Linked DNA regions of Urocitellus parryii: region 2 is linked to region 1. A link is a contact called in public Hi-C data. All regions are on one chromosome and are shown on one strand. Each heading gives the region's core, a stretch centred on a gene start, on an enhancer-like site or on the middle of the called end of the contact. The rest is flanking DNA. Distances are from core to core; before and after follow the strand shown.

The links. Hi-C and Micro-C count contacts between places; a contact is called where the count stands out from the background.
Region 2: a Hi-C map of muscle shows a contact between it and region 1, with 1.9 times the contacts expected there. The contact joins the promoter of Ppp1r3c here to the promoter of LOC113188834 in region 1. A contact is called at or near these places in 2 of 2 Hi-C or Micro-C datasets (liver and muscle).

The regions. Positions count from the first base shown.
Region 1 is chr5:175,851,920-175,857,239 of mUroPar1.hap1, forward strand. LOC113188834 reads right to left here and starts at 3,728. Exons shown (of 5, transcript XM_077798685.1): 1 at 3,632-3,728; 2 at 2,377-2,448. The coding sequence starts at 3,728. It overlaps Hectd2 (HECT domain E3 ubiquitin protein ligase 2), which reads left to right and starts at 2,943. Exons shown (of 21, transcript XM_026397346.2): 1 at 2,943-3,885. The coding sequence starts at 3,784.
Region 2 is chr5:176,024,038-176,029,664 of mUroPar1.hap1, forward strand. It overlaps Ppp1r3c (protein phosphatase 1 regulatory subunit 3C), which reads right to left and starts at 1,716. Exons shown (of 3, transcript XM_026397338.2): 1 at 1,559-1,716; 2 at 727-799.

The sequences.
Region 1 (5,320 bases), core at 2,478-4,977:
TAAGATGTGGTAAAAACGTAGTTTATTCACCCACAAATGCAAATATATAGAGATAGATTTGTATATACATGCAAACATATATATGATAGATATTTGTATATATGCAAAGATATTGTATACATGCAAATATATTTTTATCTATCTATATATAAAGTTATTTGATATTTTAGGCTTGTTATGAGAGCTCTTTAAGCCCTGTTCTCATTACTTTGGTGAAGATTGGTTTACACATATTCCTGAAGGATGAGATTGAGATATAGTAAAGCTCATTAGTTAGGGTGCCACTAATTTGGGAGGTGTTCTTTAATAGTTGAGATGCAACTCTAGAGCTGTGCTATCCAATGGTGGCTATTTAGATATAAATTAAATTTTAAAAATTAAAAATTCAGTTCCATGCTCACCATAGCTACATTTCAAGTACTCAAAGACCACATGTGTGGGCCAGGGTTGTAAAGATTTATCCCATCACTGGGTATATTCTAAAAAATGAGTTGCAGAGATTCAATAGCTGCATTTTCGTATGTTGTTTTTACTTTTTAAAGAGGAAGGAACAGCGTGTGTGTGTGTGTGTGTGTGTGTGTGTACACAGAAAAATAGTTATGGAAGATTTTGTAAAGATACAGATCAGGGTATTAGTGAATACCTAAATTTGGGCAGGTTCATAGTGTTTGTTTTCTTCATTTTGCTAATCTATGGTTTCTATTTTTTTCTTTCATGACAATTTGTTGCTTTTCTGGGGGTGGGAAGTACCAGGGATTAAACTCAGGGGCACTTGACCACTGAGCCACATTCTAGCCGTATTTTGTATTTTATTTAGAGACGTGGTCTCACTGAGTTGCTTAGTGCATCCACCTTGCTGAGGCTGGCTTTGAACTCGTGATTGTCCTCTCTCAGCCTCCCAAGCCGCTGGGATTACAAGTATGTGCCACTGCGCCCAGCATGTTGCTTTCTTTTTTTTTTTTTTAAATAAAAGAATGGTTGTTTTTAAAGTAGGAATTTCAAAGTCACAATAATTATACCTAAGAAAGTATTCTCACAATGTTTTTAACAATGCCAACATGGCTAACATAAGTACATTTCCCCAAGTTTATTACTTTAGGACAACCCTCAATTGAAATGTAAAAAATAAAAAAATAAAAAAGTGTTAAAAAATGAGTTGCACTATTTCATAACTGTATCTTCCATAATAGTTATATACCATTCTTAAATGATTGCCAGAGCCTTCTTTGCTATTATTCACTAGATTAGTATTACTGTATGTAATTAAAATAGAAGTTATCTATAATTTCACCTATTCCCTTTTAATCTAGTCTTTTTCTTTCTTTTACAGAAATAATGAGTTCTCTAACTCCCACTGCCACCCTACAAAACCCTATTCCCCAGAGGTATTTCATCTTCCTAAATCTACCTGAAAACTCACTATTTAATGAGTTCAGGTTTTCCCTCTGGACTAAGAAGGTACAAAGCTTCTTCTGCCTCATCTCCATTTATTCCAAGGCTAACAAATTTATACGTGGATGCCACATTTAGCAGAGCCAAAAAGCAACTTCTCTACACCTCTGTATAGACCAGTCAAAGATCTCTGTATGTCCTGTTCCACAAACATCTCCTCTCCCTACTTGCCAGAAGTACCACATGGCTGTTAAGAATGTGTCTCTCAAGCCCACAAGTTCTCTCAGAGCTATCACACTACAGCCTCTCCAGTTCCCAAACTGGAGCATATATAAAGGAGGGACAGGGTGGTGAATTGAGAGGAATATATTTAATAGGAAGTACAAGCAAACATCAATGAGCTAGTTACAGGTGATAATGAACTTGTATAGAAATGGGTTGTCTACTCTGGTGCAGTGGAAGAAATTAACATTTCTGACTTGCCTTGTTTTGTCAATATTTAAGCATTTGTTCTACTGAATGTGACTACTTGTACAGACATACTTTTGTTTGTCTCACACATGAAAAGTGAAAGCATAAAGCATGTAATCCAAGTGGTTTCTGATCCAAGCATTTTTATAGCATATTACTAAATCTAGCTCAAAATAATAGGAAAGATAATACTTCCCCCCTAATATTTGCTCTATCAATCCAGACTCAACAGCACAGAATATCTTGAATTGTATTAAAAAATAAAGGCTTGGGCTGGAGATGTGGCTCAGCGGTAGCGCGCTCGCCTGGCATGCGAGCGGCCCGGGTTCGATCCTCAGCACCACATACCAACAAAGATGTTGTGTCCGCCGAGAACTAAAAAATAAATATTAAAATTTCTCTCTCTCTGTCTCTCCTCTCTCACTCTCTCTTTAAAAAAAAAATAAAAAATAAAGGCTTCACTTTATAAAATAACATTTGAGTTGTTATTTTATCAATGATCAGCATGCCCACCTGCTGAAAGTAGAAAATAATGGCATGCTCCTCTCTCCATGGGTGAGTATTTCAGGTTTAAGATGGAAAGTTCTGAAAAAAGAAAGGAGGAGGAGGCTGTTATAATATGTGTATACATCATTTCCCTCCAGAAAGAATTAGTACTGAAATGCTTTTGCTGGCTTTACGACACAGATTCCATACCTTTTGTTAATTAACAAGGAAACAGGCGGTGACAACAACTACATCAAAACTAGAAAGTCTTTCCAAATTGAAATCAGACTATCATTTTGAAGACAATATGGAATACTATTGTACTTATTACATTGTTTATTTCAAGATCAGCTTGTTACAAATTCTGGGTTTGAAAAACATGCAACTCCATCTCCCCATGCACTGCAACTAGGAGTTATACTAATACATGAATGTAGAAACAACAGATGACTAAAAAAAATCATATTTGGATTTGTTTTGTTATCATTCTTATATTTGAATCTTGAGTGTCCTTGATCAGAAAATTCATTCAACCTTAAGCAATGAAGTCTCACCCTAAAAATCCGAAGACCTGAATGTCGAGAAATTCTCTATTTTTAATAGGCAGCACAGTCCTTTCTTACTCCCTCCCTTCTCTTGGATCAGCAGGTGTCTCTGCCGCTCCAGTAGACCAAGAAAAGGAAAAGGAGGGGGCGATGAGAAAGGAAAGGAAACTGTCTACGTATTTTGGTGATGGAGGTGGGGGGTATTTTAATATGATTAAACTCTCCAGTTTTAACGTTCTTAACCATATTTTATAATGATCTGCTATTAAGGATTATGCAGCAGAGTTTGGGTATGTCCATCTGTAACTTATAAACGGAAAGGAACAAGGAATAGGAGGCAGCACAGGGATGGGGTGGGGGAAAGCAAACGTAGGCGCGTGGGGACGGGAAGGGAGAGGCGGATTTGGCAGTCGGAAGGGGGACGGGAGGAACAGAAATGGAAACTGTGGCCTGGCTGCCCTGCCCCATTGTGTGCGTGTGTGGGGTTGGGGCCCACAATGTCGCACTCCCCTCCTCCCACTCCGGGCTTTTCCTTTGCTGGTCTAAGCCACTAAATATAATGTACAAAAGGTCAATAGCCAAGAAAAGAAAGGCTATCTCCCGAGGATGCGCAGGCTCGCTGCCGGGCGACCAGGAATCGGCAGGGCAAGCGGCGGTCCCTGGGCGCGTGGCTTTGGGGCTTTGTGGTTAGAAGCCCCAAGACCACCAGCCCAGACCCTTGGGCCCACGGCGCTCACCCGTACTCAGTACCCCTAGGCGCCTCTGATCAGGGCGGTCGTGAAGGCGAAGCTGAGCGTCCGCCCGCCTTATGGGTGCCACTGGGGCTTGCCTCATCCCCGCCTGACCCTTTGCAGGGCTCGCCTGGTTGCCCGCGAGTCCAGGCCCTCCTATGCGGGATCCCCTCCTCGTCATTTCGGCGGCAATCTCCAGAAAACATGGCGGCCGGGCGTCGACCGCGGCGCCTCCTCTCCGGGCCCTCGAGGTGGACGAGGTTAGCTGCGGCCAGCGCCCGGGACCCGCGGCGGGCAAACCCGGGAGGGGCGGGGAAGGCCGGGCCAAGAACTGGAAGGAGCGGCGCGTTGCCGAATCCGCTAGCCAGGCGCGCGCGGGGGCGGCGGGAGGGCGCGGGCTCGGGCTCAGGCTCGCGCGCGGAGGCGCGGACGCGGGCGGGGGCGGAGCGGCAGCGGTGGTTGGAAGCGGCAGCTCAGAGCCCTCTCGCGGCCGGGGCGGCAGCAGCGCCAGCCCCAGCAGCAGTCCGGCCGCCGCCGCCGCCGCCGCCGCCGCCGCCGCCTCGCGCTCTTGCCATCCGGCCCGACATGAGTGAGGCGGAACGGGCGCCTTCGCCTGCCGCGCCGCCGGCGGTGGCGGCGGCCGCCTCTGAGGAAAAGAAAGGGAAGGAACCGGAGCGCGAGAAGCTGCCACCCATCGTGCCCGCCGGCGCCGGCGCGACGGCGGTAGGTACGGGGCGGGGGCCGCGGGCCGCCCCGACGGCAAGGAGGGAGGGCGGTCGGGCGAGGGGCGCCCGGGGCCCGCATCTCCTCTGGGGTGCCCGGGCGCTGCCCCCGGCCGATGCACCTGGGTTGGACTTCGTTGGCCGAATTGAAAGAGTTGCGCCTGGTGGACAGCCTCGAACACTTGGCGAGCTGCACCTTTCACGCTCTGGAAATGTTGGGGGTGGCCGGTTCTGATGGACCTTTTTGGTTATTTTCTGGGGCTTAACCCCCTAGCTCCCTGCACACACGCGCGCGCGCGAGCACACACACACACGACACTTTTGTCTAAGGGCATGACATGCATCCTGGAGTGGCATTATCTTTTGGATGAACATACATGTCAGGCAGGCAGGAGTGGGTTTTCCACGGAGCTGCCTGCCTGCCTGCCTGCCTGCCTTGGAGGTGTGGATATTTCGCTCTTTTCTTTCCCTTCCCCCTTCCGATTGAACAGGCTCTGCCGCGAGTTTCCACTTAATTGTGACCTTTCCGTTGCTCTCAAGGTAGTGGGAGGTAGATACATGGATGATGGTTTTATTTTTCATATGGTACAGACACGTGACTTAAGTGGGGGGAGGCCTTTTGAACCTTTTATTTAAACTCAACTTGCCTAAGCTTGACAGAGATGATTTCCCAGCCGGATTTTCGGAAGGGTTATTTGGAGAGCGCTCTAGGGCTTCAAACTACATGTTGCCAGATGATGTCATGGGACAGCCCCCTCTCTCCCTTTTCCCGATTTGCGCTGGTAGTTTTGACTCTGGTTACTTTTGAACACAATAAAAAATTAGCCTCTCGTTTTGAGATTTATGTTTGACATAATATTTAAATACTTTTTGAAAGTTTGCTTTGATATATTCAAAGATTGTGATTTGTCATGCAACTGTGCGCGACAAAATAGTAAAAGTTTAGTGAACATTATACATTCTTTATTCCTAC
Region 2 (5,627 bases), core at 466-2,965, 170 kb after region 1:
CTTAGGCCGGGGCTTTGTGCCAATCAGAACAGTGTTTCCATGTAGCCACTTCATGTTCAGGAAGTGGTGGAAAGTTCCAGCCGGGGAAGTTGTGGAGGATGAACACTTTTCCAGATCCCACTCAGTCAACTATTTGTACTAAGGCTTTAATAATTTGTTTGAAGTGTAATAAATCTTCTAGAATGTCAACCACAATTTCCAAAACACATCTCAAAGCCAACTTTCTCCAAGTCTTATTTTCTATTAGCAAGGTAATGAATTTTTTAAAATGAGCAACTCTTAAATTTTTGTCACTTAGTAAAATTAAAAATTATTTGAGGGCCATCAAAAGGATGAAAAAGTGCTTCAAAATGCCCTCACTTCCCTAATTAAAAAAAAAAAATAAACCCATCTCCTATAGATGAGTGATGATTTGGGGCATGAGGACTTGCTTTCTTGTACGCATTACTGAGTTTGCATTTTGCAGAGTTTTGGAGTTCAGACAATTGGTGATTAAATGAGAGTTTATTTTTTCTTTCTGAAGAAAGGACGGAAGAAAGAAAATTCACGTTATTAAGAACAAACTCTGCATCCAATACTGCCAAGTCCTTTTACATATTTGATGATGTAATCACTTCAACAATATGATTACAATAAATGTTTATCTAAATTAAAAGTTATTAAGTTAAAAACAAAAGAGAGTTATCATTTAAAACAGGGCAAAAGATAATTAAATATCTTACTTACTCTTGTCTTGTTTCCACACAGCTTCACCCCCAAATTCAAAATTTGGATGCTATTTGTGAAATAAGTCTTCTCCCTGGGTGATATTGGAAGAGGTGATTATTTTGCAAACTCCAAACAGAAATGCAAAATTCAACTGGTAAAGATCACAGAGGCAGCACTTGAGCAATAACACTGACTGTATGATTAGCCCTTTCAGCTTTACAAAACCTTTAAACCTTTTTTTCATTTAATCCTCAAAGTCACTTTTATAATTCCATCTTACAGACAGGGAAATTGAGACTCAGTAAGACTAAAACACTATGGTGAAATTCACAGTATGTGATGGAGTCTATTTTTGAAGCCAAGACCAAATGTCCTGTGTACAGCTTATCTGAGGAATTTGCTGGTTCCTCCACAGATATTAAATTAGGATCTGAGCCTAAGCACTCTGTTGGATGCTTGTCTCTTCCTCACCCTCTCTTCAGTCACCAAGTCCTGCCTGCATTTACCTCCTTGGTATTTCTCAGAATCTGTATCCTCTTCTCCACTGCATTTGTCCTACCAACTCTCACTTCATCAGTTGGAGTAGTTGCCTTCTGGGCAGATTTTCCTTAGATTGTGTCATTCAAAGTCATCAAAATCAACAAAGTATCTAAAATAGAGCTCTGACCATAAAATCTCACAATAGCTGTCCATAATCTAAATCTACAAAAATGAACAACCCAAACAAATTGCTTTGCTCACAGCCCTCCAAGATCCCTGCCTCTCTCACCAACTTTGTCTCCATTTGTCATCTCCTGCCCTACCTGGGCTCAGATGATCCCTCTGCCTGGAGATCCCTCCATCTACTCACCTTTCCTTGACAAATGTCTAGATCTTTCTGAGGCTCTTCTCAGATGTCTTTCCCCAGGATGCCTTCCACTCCCTCCCCCTCCTCAGGAAACTTCATTGGTGTTTTTCATAAGATCATGAAGCTATTTGTATCATTTCATTCACCATCTATTTGATAAAAATCTGTTTTGGGTTGTCTACTCTGTTCGATTGTGAGTTTCTTGAGGGCAAGAACAGTACCTTATTCCTCTGGGTTTCTCCAACACCTGACCCAAGACCTCATACAAGTGACACACCCCTGCTGGGCAAAATGGATGCATTAATCATGAAAAACTGTTGTTGACTTCAGAACCCTGCACAGATGATAGAGAAATTGAGAAGGTGACATTGAAAGGATGTGAATGTGGTGAATCAACAGGTGGCAGTAATATGAATTGTCAAAAGATTCTTTCAGAAATAGTCTAGAGAAGAGTGTTGACAAAAATCCTAAATAAAGATAGTGAACTATTAAGTTGGCAGACAGCGGGAAATGTTATTTCAAAAGTACCACAGGACAGTGCCAACCAAACCACTCAATGCCCTAGACCTAGGATTCTCAGCAAAAGTACAAGTTGTCCTAGGACATGGCAGATTTGTTTTCAGATCACAAGCCAGACACTAGGACTAATGGAAGCTTGGGTTCTTTTAAGTAATAACTTATAAAGAATTATTTTACTCTACATAAAAGCATTTGTCATCCTTTGATTCTCCTATGCTGCTTTTGGCTATTGTCCAACTTACCATTTTCTTCATGGTCCTCCAAATATCTCTTTCCCTCCTCTATCTCCCAGTGTCTCCTTGTTTGGTCTCTCACTTTATTGCTTGTGTAAGAACACCATCGACTAAAACTTCCTGGAAAGTTATGCTGGCTAATGTACCCCTCTAATTGTGGAAAGTACACAGGTCAAATAAGTCCCTATCTTGATGTGCCATAGTCTTCAGTTTGTTCATGCTGTTCCCTCTGCCTGGAAGACCTTCACCTGACCAAACCCTACCCATCCTCCAAGGTCCAGCTCTAATATCCAATGTTAAACTCTTCCCCCACTAGAGACAGAGACAGAATGCCCTGTTCTCTTCCCTGTGCTTTGGAGATGAACTTGTTTAGACAGCTAGAATAGTTCTCGAACTGCATGATTTTATCTGCTTATGTAACTATCTCCTCTATTAGATCATGAACTCTTGAGGACAGGTACCAAATATGGCCCATCTCTGTATCCCTTGCATTTACCAGTGCCTACAACATTGAGTCTTAATCTTACTACATCCTACACATGCAAAAGGTATTTGTTTAGATACCCTGTAGTCTTGTTTGCCCACTATGGGCTCCAACAACGCATCTATGATTAAATAAGTGATCATACAATTAATTATTGTGAAATTTCCATATGCATAGCAAAAGATAACTAGAGGATACCGACAAAATATGTGATGAAGTACGTAACCTAAATGGAGAAAATCAACAAAGGCTTCATCCTTAAGCCTACTCAGGTTGAAAGTAGAAAAGCAGGGAAGGGACAAGCTAGGTGAAGGGACAAGCACAGGATACAGAAAAAAAAGCAGTGCATTTCAAGTACAGGTGACATGAAAGCTACTCAAGGGCCTCTAGAGACTTCCAAGGGGCCCTCCAGATTTTTGTGACATTATTTGTACTTAGGGCAGCTCATCTAGCTATGGTGGCTGTACCCCTCTCCTCATGGCCATACTTCCATCGGATGATCATCTCTATGAAGCTACTTGGTAGGCCAGACAATGACTCCCTCCACCTGTCATTCAGAACTAGAGGTGCTAACAACTCCCTGTTATTACCCATCCAGGACTTCACTTGGTTTATTTCTCAAATCCCTTCCACAGCCTTATACTCACCCATTTTGATTATGCTCTTTTCCTGCCAGAATGCTGAGCCAAAGGACAAATGAGAAGCTAGATCCAGCAGGTTTTAAATTGTGATAAAGGTTTTAGATTTTTGGCATAAGTACCATGCAAAGCCATAAAGGGGTCAAGCAGGCAAAGCCACTGATCAAGTTTGCCTCTTGACAAATCACTCTACCAGTGGTGTGTAGAGAACTATGGGAAGAGATATAAGAGGAGGAGAGGGGGGTCCAGTTAGGAGGCAACTGCAGTCCAAACGTTGGCAAATAGTGGGCCATGATGGAATAATCTGAGATTGTGATGCAGAACAAGGAGAACAAGGGAGTTATGAATGCCCAGCAAAATCTTGAACACAGTGCATAGGATGGCATGGCCTCATTGACCAGAGACTAGAACTCCACCCAGACTCCTCATTCTGGCTTCCAAGATCACCCAACTCTGGTCACTGAACTCCCTCCTTCCCTTCATGCAGCCTAGATGGCCCAGCTAATGTGACCTCCTTACCAATCACAGTGTACCTTGTGCCTGGTATCCTCTATCTGGAATGTTCTTACTCTATCTAGAATGTTCCTTTCTCCCAGATCTTACTCATCCTCCAAAGCCCAGCTCAAAAGATAATAAGTAACCAAGGCTAACAGGATCTGAGAACCTATTCTTCCTACTCATTAAGTTGCTAGCATTAATTGGCTCATATAAGCCACCTACCTATTAAGTAGTATTATCATTCACTCTATTCTACATATGAGGAATTTAAAACCAAGGAAATTAAGTGTTTGTAACTACACCATGTTGGACTTGAACCCAGGCCTGGAAGACTTCAAAACCCTATATTTGATCCTGATCTAATGCTGTGCCTCAAATATAGCTAACTTTACTGAGGATTCACTAAACGTATTAAATGTATTAAACTCCCTTGAATTGGTTTATTGGATCCTCACAACAACCCATTAAGAATACTCTTTAAATACCATCTTTGGAGTGTGCAACTGAAGCAGAGAAAGTAAGAAATTTGCTTAAATGTAACCTCTTCTGCAAAGCTTTGCCAGATTTCCCACTCTCCTGAAAGCAATTCCTCCCTCTGAAATGTGAGGCACTGCTATGCATCTCCACAGCATCACCACCTTCTGCTTCATGCCATTGATGGTTAACCTCTCTCATCTTTTTTGATAATAGGCTAGAAGGGCAACCTGGGTCTTATTCACCATCCATTCCCCCCAAGAACCTACCCATTGTTCTCCCACAGCCATTCCCTAACAGTTCCTTGCTGTAGATAAACACTTGCAACGTGTGAATGAATGAATGAACACTGGAATACCAGCAGCACTCCATCAAGGAACTCAACTAGCGATGAGGAGTAACAAAATGTCACTTGGCCTCTGTTCAGACCACACTTCTGAGCCCTGAAGCCAGTTATCTCTCAGCCACTTTCTGGATCACATTCAACTTAAACCCAGGGATTGAATTTAAAGAAATAGTTCTACTCATTATAACTAGCTTGTTAGGTAATAAAAAAATTATGATAATTGTAAAGAGTTGTAGGTTTGGGAAATCATCACATCCATCTCTGTTCTTTACTACTGGGTAATCTCGAGTCCATTAAGGACTTATTTGAGCTATAGACTCCTTATCTATAAAATAAAAGTAGTAACAACTTCCTGCATGGGACTGAGTGAAGATTAAGTGAAATGATACATGAAAAGCATGTATAGAAAGGTGTATGGCAGTAAATGGTACTTATAATTAAGTGTAAAAGTTACATATTCTGCTCACTACATTTTAGAAGAAAATCTACAAACAGGAAGTCTAAAAGAAGACAGAAGATTATCCCCCACACTGTAAAAGGAGCTGGAACACTATGTCCTACCAAGACTGAGAGAATGCATCTTTAAGGATCTACATAATTCACAGAAACAAGAGACAAGAGACTTCTCTGTGGCTTCAGAGCTGAACTAGGCCTGACGGGTGAAATGATAAAAGCACAAATCTCTGTTCAATATAATGGAAGCTCTCTCTCTCTCTCTCTCTCTCTCTCTCTCTCTCTCAATTTGTTATTTTTAGTTACACATGACAGTAGAATGTATTTTGACATATCACACATACATGGAGTATAACTTCCCATTCTGTGGTTGTACATGGTGCAAAGTTATACTGGTCATGTATTCACATATGAACATAGCAAAGTT